Regions from separate parts of the Mus musculus genome. Here regions 1 and 2 are each linked to region 3. A link is a contact called in public HiChIP or PLAC-seq data. All regions are on one chromosome and are shown on one strand. The core of a region is the stretch at or near the end of the contact, and the rest is flanking DNA. Distances in the headings are between cores, read along the strand shown. Region 1 overlaps Ralgapa2 (Ral GTPase activating protein, alpha subunit 2 (catalytic)). Region 2 has its middle 13 kb from the start of Ralgapa2. Region 3 overlaps Cfap61 (cilia and flagella associated protein 61).

Region 1 (2,755 bases), core at 138-2,637, 340 kb before region 3:
GCTTTCCCACTCAGCCTGGAGCTTGCATACGGACCTTTCACTAAAACGGGAAGGGGCAGTGTGTCCTGTTCACCGTGTGGCAGCAGGTCACAGGGTGGTTTCTCTCCAGTAAAAAACGTGGTTTGTCTGCTCCATCCTAGTCAACTTAAAGAATAAACCTGATTCCTGCTCCAGACTCCATTTACCGCAAAGCCTGTTGTTTACTTTAACTACTTGTTTAGTCTGTTTAAAAGGTACAGAAAAAAAAGAAAATCAGATCTTACTACCAGACTCACTTGTTTGAGTGCTACAATTCCTCAAAAGGCTAAAGCTTAGAAAACTTACAGGTTGTGTTCCTGAATTTGCTTCCATTTTACCCCCAAGTTATATACACAATCTCTAATTGCTTGTTAAAGGGGTTGTCTTAGGGTACTGATTGCTAGAGCTTTTTAATTTCTGGGGTAATGTATGATCAAAGTAACTTCTCTATGTTATCTCTGAAATTTTAAAAAATACCTTCCCTCAGTAGATTATTAAAACATTCATTCAATAAATTATTAGGGGGCCAGGCATAGTAGTGCCTCCCCCTTTAATCCCAGCACTTGAGAGGCCAAGGCAGGTAGATTTTTGTGAGTTAGAGACAGCCTGGTCTATAAAGTAGGCTGTTACACAGAGAAACATTGTTTCAAAAAAACAAAAACCAAACAAACAAAAAACCTAACTAAATAAATAATATTGAGTGAACCTTTGAAGTACGTTATATAGAGTAAAAATTCTTCATTTTGAAAAACATTGCTAGCACTGTTTACTTCTGTACTTTGAAAGCCTCCATAAAACATCTATTTGCATCTGCATCCCACTGCCTACTGCTCATTAAGGAAGGGTCATCTCATCTTAGGGAAGAGAGAAACACATTGCTTTGGGGGTGACCCACAGTATTGAATCCAGGCCTTGTGGCCTCAGTTCTAGAGTACTTCACAGGGTTTGAACACAGGGAAATTTCCCAACAGTGGTTACAGTAGAGTCAGCCTTGAGAGAAGGAAGGAATCATTTGATAAGAATAACAGCCTTTTTGTTCATCACAACCCATCCTTACAACTTTCTCAGGCCAGGTGGAGGTGGTACAGCCATGGTGGTTGGCCCTATGACATTGTAAACCTCCGTTTTAAAGACGAGTGCCTATCTCAAAGTAAGGACTTCTGGCAGCTAGTGATGTTTTTACAAGAAATTCATCATCATTTGCTTGTTAATACTATATTGTTTTAAAGAAGTTTCTGACAAAAGGTAATCTTTTTCTATTGTAACTTTACATTTCAAAAATGTGAGTCACTTTGAAAAAATGTACTAGACAAATCCTGCTTGCTTTATAGTGAGGCTACTACAAAGGGCATGAGGACTAGCCCTGGTGTGATGGGTGCGTGCTGAATGCCATTCTGTCTTGTTCATATGGAAAGCCCTATAGGCTATGTAAACTATCAGACCAGGAAGGATTTTATTTTGAATTTTCAAAGATTGATGGTAATACCTTGAGGTGGAGGAGTTAGAGATGAGTGGAATCGCTTCTCGGCCTTTTGACTGAGATCAAATGTAGAGATGAGTAGAGCTCATAGTGCATGGTCCTCTGTTGGGAACATGGATGGCAGATGCTCTCCTGAGTGCCATGTGGCTACTCCTAATTTTAAAGTGTTATCTCAAAGGTAGACCTTTTGGACTGCTCCATTTCAGTGTAGATAAGCAAAGTAAGCCAGCATGTGGTGGTAATTTGGCTGACTGGTCATATGGCCCCCTCTTTAACCCCCGAATTAACCCTACCCCAGTGCTGTCCTTAGTGACTATTGCAAAGGCACACTTTCTCTCCAGGCTCTGTCTTACGTGGGTGGTAAAGTAGGGCAGGCTTGCCATCTGTCATTGTCCCTCTTTTTCCCATCTCTTTGCCCATAGAAGCAGGTTCAGTTGAAGTCACTGGCCCAGGTCCAGGGAGTGGGTGAGCCCTGTGACTTTATCTCAAGTACTTTGTCTCTGCCATCTCTAGCACCAGTGACAGTTTTGTAGTTTCTGAGTGTATGGTTTTAACCCCCCTAAGTCTTTCTGCATACTCACCAATGAAGCAAGTTTATAAACTATGGTTTCAGCTTATTATTCAATTCCTAGTCCCCACAAACCTATTCCAGAAAACCATCTTTAAACCAAAATTTCTAAATTCCAGTGGTGAAAATGGCTCATTTGAGTTTAGTGTGTGCTAAATGCTTAAAGGTTTTTAAAGCCCTTAGGCTTCAGGGTTTTAGCTCCTCATCTCACCAGATGGAATTAAGGCAAACATAACAAAGCTAACATCATGGCTGTTTGCATTATTAATCTTCAGATGCATGGCATTCTGGTACCTTGCTAGCCAGGTTTGCACGAATCCATTCATTGCAGCATATGTCAACAGAAATGTGCTTCCATCTGCTGCTGGAAAGCTTGATGCCTGATATTCTGAGACAAGGCCCCAGCACAATGCATACCTCTGTGAGTAATTACAGGTGTGTGGTGAGGAGCCCAGGGCATTAATCAGAGGCTTAATTATGAAAAAGGTAGATCTTTTGTTCCACTCCTGGAGCATGAGTCTACTACACACTTTCTAACCTGCAGCATCCATCTGCTCAGCCCAGAGAATGTTTGTCTTGGCTGATATAGACCCTAAAGTGTATCGCAGGATGTGATTAAAACAGGCTTAAATATTAACAGGGAAGAAACCTTGGTTTAGGGTTTTTTTTTTCCAATCCCTTCCTTTTAT
Region 2 (2,851 bases), core at 249-2,748, 500 kb before region 3:
GCAAAATTTCCCTGGAAAATGAATAGAGAAAAATGGAATGGAAGCAAAGTGGGTCCATTAAGTTTATACCAAATGAGACAGGTTCATAGAGGACAGCCTTGCTTCAAACATTTATTTGTATTTATATAATTATATATGAATTCAAGGCTAACTATGACCATCCTAAAGAATTGCATTCAGATGGTGTGGAGGTTTTTTTCTGCCATGGTATTTTCTTGAAGGGCTTTATACTATCCCAAATCAAGTGACCATTGTCATAGTAGGGTGGGGGAGAACAGATTACAAATGCATTTCTGAAAGTATTTATGTGTTCAGAAACGGAACCAATTGTTAGTAAGTCAAAACCACTCCACAAGACACAATTTAGTTCTAAGATGTCACACACACAGGCGAGAGAAATCAAGGCTCTTAAGGAAGTATGTGTAGGCAGCGGGGGTAGGGAGGTGGGGGGGTGGGGGTGGGAGAGTAACAGAGAAATATTTTTGAATTCTTTTGTTTTTCTTTCTTTGTTTCTTTTTCCTTTTTGGTTTTTTCAAGACAGGGTTTCTCTGTGTAGCCCTGGCTGTCCTGGAATTCATTTTGTAGACCAGCTTGGCCTTGAACTCAGAGATCTACTTGCCTCTGCCTCCCAAGCACTGGGGGTTAAAGGCGTATGCCACCAAATTCTCTTCCTCTTCATACTTAAAATAATGAGACATACTACTTTGTAATGCTGTAAAATATGGCTAATAACCCATCTTCAATGAGGAAGAATTTTCTTCTTTAGTCCTTGTATTCTGTGGCTCCGGCATTTTACTTTCACATGTCGCTCCTCTTGCAGAGATCAAGAGGTCCTGATGTAGAAAGTCATCCCTGAATGTTCCAGTGCTTGAGCAACCTTAAGATTCTTACATAAAAACAAATCTATTTCTGCCTTTCATAGATACAATTGGCACTTATCTTTAGAATGTATCATTATTCACTTTCAAATGTTATAACAGATACTAGGATTAGAGGCATTTGATGACCAATTTGTTTAGTTTCATTCAATGGCACAATGTATCAAGTGAATTTTTTATACTATATCCAAAGATGACTTGGGTCGTTTATGCTTTTAAAAAGCACTGTCCTTCTTGCATGCTTTTTTTTTTCTTCTGGAGTCAGAAAAAAAATATCTATTTTGTGACTCAGCAAAATCATTGACATTACTCTTTTTGTTGATAATATTGGGGATAAAATACTTCCTCATTAGACTCTTTAAAAAATAAACGAGAGAGAGAGAGAGAGAGAGAGAGAGAGAGAGAGAGAGAGAGAGAGAGAGAGAGAGAGAGAGAAAGGAAGGGAGGGAGGGATGAAGGGGGGGGAGGGGGAGGGGGAGGCAGAGGCGGAGGCGGAGAGAGGAGAAACAGCACTTGACATTTGCCCTAGTTTGCGTCTTTGTTGCTGTGATAAAAACACTGACCCAAACCATCATGGAGAAAAAGAAAATATTTGTTTGGCTTACAGGTTAACCAAGACAGGAACTCAAACAGCAACAGGAGCTGAATCAGAGGCCAGGGAGGAGTGCTGTCAATTGGCTTACTCCTAGGGCTTGCTCAGTGACCTTTCTTAAGTACCCTGTGTGTGTGTGTGTGTGTGTGTGTGTGTGTGTGTGTGTGTGTGGCTTAGACCCTCCCATGTAAATCATTAACCAAGAAAAATGCCCATAGACATGCCCATAGGCCAGTGTGACAGAAGCAACTCTTTGAGGTTTGCCTAGTTTGTGCAAGCTGTTACAGACTAAAAAGTACAGCATATTTTGGATAGGTTACTCATACCAATCTTTAAGCCTCTAAACATTATTTTTATTATGATTATAGCTGAAATTATCGATATGGTTTATATACTATAAATCAAGTCGAGCTGACAATGATTAACTGTCATAGGGAACAGAGGCTCTGCAAACCCTTGCTTCGGCTTATTCTGCTGATGTCTTGAGTGAAAGCTATGTAAAATCATGGGAAGTGCAGCAATGGCATCCCCTTCCTCCATACCAGATGACATAGTCATAAACACAGGGACACATGAACGCACAGTTTTAGCCTGTAGGAGCCACCCTGTTCATATGTTTAAGGAAGTCTGGAAGAAAGAAAAACAAAATAATATTTATGAAGTTTCTTCAAACTGGGCATTGTGCAAGATTCCTTTAATGCTTGTTTGTGCCCTAAAATAAATACCCTAGTTTATCTCCTTTCAAATGTACAATTTAATCTCCTTTCATAGGTGTGAGAAGCAGAGGATTGGAGAATTATGTCTCCCACTTAAGACTGCACAGGTAATGTTAGGGTGTGTTAGTTTTCCAACTTAACAGAGAGATTGGTTTGCTTTGACTTGTAGTTGTGAAGGTTATGGTTCCTGGCCTGTTGGTCCTGTCACTTTGGGACCTGTGTTGAGGTAACACATCACAGTGAGAGTATTTAACTACTCACCATTCCACCCTATAAAATGATGCCTTTAAGAATTTTGAAATTTTGCAATGCCATTATGAGGTCTTATGGTTAAACTGATGGAAAGGGAAAAGAGAAACAAGTCAACTTGTGAAGCTCAAGAGAGAAACAAGGCAAGAGGTTTTTTGAGTAAGAGATTTATTAGGGAGATTCTTGATGCTGTTGAAAGACAGCATAGTGGGGGGTATCCAAGGAAAGTTCAGTCCCTCAAGGCAATGCAGGGTTTCCTTCTTATGGGTTTTGGGGGGAGTTGTCTTGCACCACAAAGTTAATGAGAAGTCTATAATGCATGCTTCTGATTCCAGGGTGACCATGGGAAGAGAGAAAGCACTCATTGGTCCTGTTAGTTATCGAATATCTGTTGTACATCTATCATAAAGGATGTG
Region 3 (2,836 bases), core at 155-2,654:
CTCTGAGAATTCTAACAAGCAGCTGAAAGATTCAGATATAGATACTAACACTCAACCAATGGACAGAAGCTGATGACCCCTGTGGTTGAATTAGGGAAAAGCTGGAAGAAGCTGAGGAGGAGGGCCACTCTGTACGAGGACTAGCAGTCTCATATAACCTGGACCCCTGAGATCTCCCAGACACCGAGCCACCAAACAGACAGACAGCATACACCAGTTGATAGGAGCCCCCCACACACACACACCTTACATACACAGCAGAGGACTGCCGGGTCTGGCCCCAGTGAGAGAAGATGCATCTAAACCTCAAGATGCTTGAGGCCCCAGGGAGTGGGGAGGCCTGGTGGGGTGGGGTGAGGTGGAGACACACTTTCTTGGATGTGGGGGAGGAAGTATGGGATAAGGAGTAGTCAGAGAGTGAACTGGGAGGGGGATAACGACTGGACTGGGAAAAAAGATTAAAGAATAAAAAAAGAAAGGAAAAGAAAAGAAAAGAAGAGAGAAGAAAAGAAAAGAAGAGAAAAGAAGAGAAAATTGACTAACCTCCCAATTAAAATGTATTTGCCTAAAACTCAATTGTTAAACTGACATTACTAAGAAGGGTTAATTCATTCACCCTAGTCACAAATAACCGGTTCTGAAACCTGGAGTGTCCCCAGGGTGGCCAGGTGCTGGGACCCCATTGGGGGGAAAAGGTTGGCTCATGATTCCTGCTTCCATTGGATTGACCCTGTATTGATTCCAGAACCACAATCAGAGAAATAAACCAAAAATCCCTTAAAAGTTTATAGTGCATGGACCATGAAATATGATGGTCTTTATGTTTTAGCTATGGAAAGCCCCAAGGAAAATCAGGCTATTTTGAAAGAACTCTTATAAATGCTTGGGGGGAAAGGTAGAAAGGAAGTAAAGGGAGGGGGAGTATGCTTTGTTTATATAAATATGTGCAATCACGATATATATGATGTATCATATACATTCTCCAAATGGAGACAGCAGGTGCTGTCCAGTTACCAAGCAGCTATCTTTACTTCTTGCCATATCCTTAGATAAATCATAAAGAGTAAACATATTCATTGTAAAAAAAAAAAGATACTAAGACTTGTATAATACAAACTCTGATTCTATTGATAAATATTTAAACACACAAAATCCGCTCTCATATCTGCACATCGCCTTGGGGCATGGCAGGACTGCAGATGGTAGTGGCTCAGTGAATGTTTCTGAATACCAGTCTACCTTCCTCTCCCCCCTACATGCTCCTAGAAGTTTCTAACCTTCTCTTGTTACAGTCACTACTGAAGGCCTATTCTTTCAGTCCTGCTGGGTATAAGTCAGAAAGAGAACACTCCAGTGGCTCTGTTCCCTTCTGTTTCTGTCATGCACAGCCTTCCTAGAAGCAAATGTACACTTGGTGACCCCATAATGACTCAGCTAATCTTTTCTTACAGACTCGAGCACAATTCTTAAGGCACCCTAAACCAAAGTGGGAGATTAGCTGTCCCTTTTCCTTGCCTAGGCACAGGGCTCTCAGCGGGCACGTTCTCTGCAGAAATCCTGCTTTCTAGCCCTTCCCACCATTTCTCTCCTTCAATGTGTGAACTCTCAGGGCCAGTGAAGAAAGGATGAAGCCGTTGCCCACTGGCTCTTCTTGGACCTTATAATTTTTCAGTCTTGGTAATCTACTTAACCACAAGATGTTTTATTCATTTCCTAAAAAAGCAAAACAAAAATTAAAACAACAACAAAATGCCCACTGAGTCTGGGCTTCAAGGTCAGAATTTGAGGTTTTCCGTCTGATTGCACACATAATAAAATAACAAATGACACGTGAAAAGTAAGAGGAAAAACTTGCCACGTGTCTCTGTAAACCCAACGCCTTTAGAAACCACACGTTTGTGTATCTTTCCTGATACTGTCTCACAGAAAACTAGACAATTTTGACGCCAGTCAAGGGACATAAAGCTAGAAAGAAGAATGTATGGCAAGTGTAGTCATCACACAATCTACCCATCAGGACTAGTGTGAACCAAACACAATCGAGAAGGCAACCTTGCCCTAGACAAAACCATGGTCTCGAAGAATGAAGTTTCTATTCATTCTGTTCAGAGAGGCCTACTGAGGGCCTAAGGAACCAAGGACAGATTTGATCTCACCACAGACTGGCCGTGGCAACATGAGCCTGAAATGAGTAAGACAGTGATATCATAGAGGGGGAGAAAATGGTAACAAAGTATGTGTGAGCCACTCACAAAAGCAAATCAAACAAATATATTAAAGGCGAGATCACTCAGAGGCTGACTAGCGAAGCCCATCTTTATTTCCTGAGTAATGTTGACAAGGGTTGTGTGACCTAGCCAAGAAGTTAAATATTTCTAGCACAGTAAATATTAGTTGGATGAGTAAGACTGACATGTCTTCCTACAAAGGAAAAATGTCAAATTTCAGAAAGGTAAGGCTTGGGAGGATAGCAAAAGGGAATGAGCTACCAGTTCCACTAAATGTGACTTCCATTAATGACTGAACAAGAAGAGAGACCAAGAAGAATGGGCAAATCAGGGAACGTGGGAAAGCAATCTGTTAGCTGACATCAAACCCAGTGCTACCTTTGGGAACATCTTAGCGATTAATATACAAATGAAATGTTCTCCTTTTAAGACCCCAGTAGTTACTACAAGAGAAAGAGAGAGGAGAGGAGAGGAGAGGAGAGGAGAGGAGAGGAGAGGAGAGGAGAGGAGAGGAGAGGAGAGGAGAGGAGAGGAGAGGAGAGGAGAGGAGAGGAGAGGAGAGGAGAGGAGAGGAGAGGGAGAGGAGAGGGAGAGGAGAGGGAAAGGAG

Evidence for each region. HiChIP or PLAC-seq counts read pairs in DNA pulled down with a chosen protein or histone mark.
Region 1: a contact with region 3 is called in a FOXA1 HiChIP or PLAC-seq map of pancreatic cancer cells. The contact joins two enhancer-like sites. A contact is called at or near these places in 2 of 484 Hi-C or Micro-C datasets (frontal cortex and stem cell-derived epiblast-like cells) and 1 of 115 datasets of contacts at active chromatin or transcription factors (pancreatic cancer cells).
Region 2: a FOXA1 HiChIP or PLAC-seq map of pancreatic cancer cells shows a contact between it and region 3. The contact joins two enhancer-like sites. A contact is called at or near these places in 2 of 115 datasets of contacts at active chromatin or transcription factors (craniofacial prominence and pancreatic cancer cells).

Annotation. Positions count from the first base shown.
Region 1 is chr2:146,362,828-146,365,582 of GRCm38.p6, reverse strand. All of the region lies in intron 24 of Ralgapa2 (Ral GTPase activating protein, alpha subunit 2 (catalytic)), which reads left to right. Among named protein-coding and RNA genes, the nearest start is that of A930019D19Rik, 100 kb to the right of the region's middle. Within about 2 kb of position 1,387, at least 19 of the 459 cell types and tissues checked have an H3K27ac peak or open chromatin away from gene starts, as enhancers often do. A contact at or near this core is called in pancreatic cancer cells, where this site is marked.
Region 2 is chr2:146,523,983-146,526,833 of GRCm38.p6, reverse strand. No RefSeq gene overlaps it. Among named protein-coding and RNA genes, the nearest start is that of Ralgapa2, 13 kb to the right of the region's middle. Within about 2 kb of position 1,498, at least 21 of the 459 cell types and tissues checked have an H3K27ac peak or open chromatin away from gene starts, as enhancers often do. A contact at or near this core is called in pancreatic cancer cells, where this site is marked.
Region 3 is chr2:146,026,274-146,029,109 of GRCm38.p6, reverse strand. All of the region lies in intron 13 of Cfap61 (cilia and flagella associated protein 61), which reads right to left. Among named protein-coding and RNA genes, the nearest start is that of Gm34629, 72 kb to the left of the region's middle. Within about 2 kb of position 1,404, at least 23 of the 459 cell types and tissues checked have an H3K27ac peak or open chromatin away from gene starts, as enhancers often do. A contact at or near this core is called in pancreatic cancer cells, where this site is marked.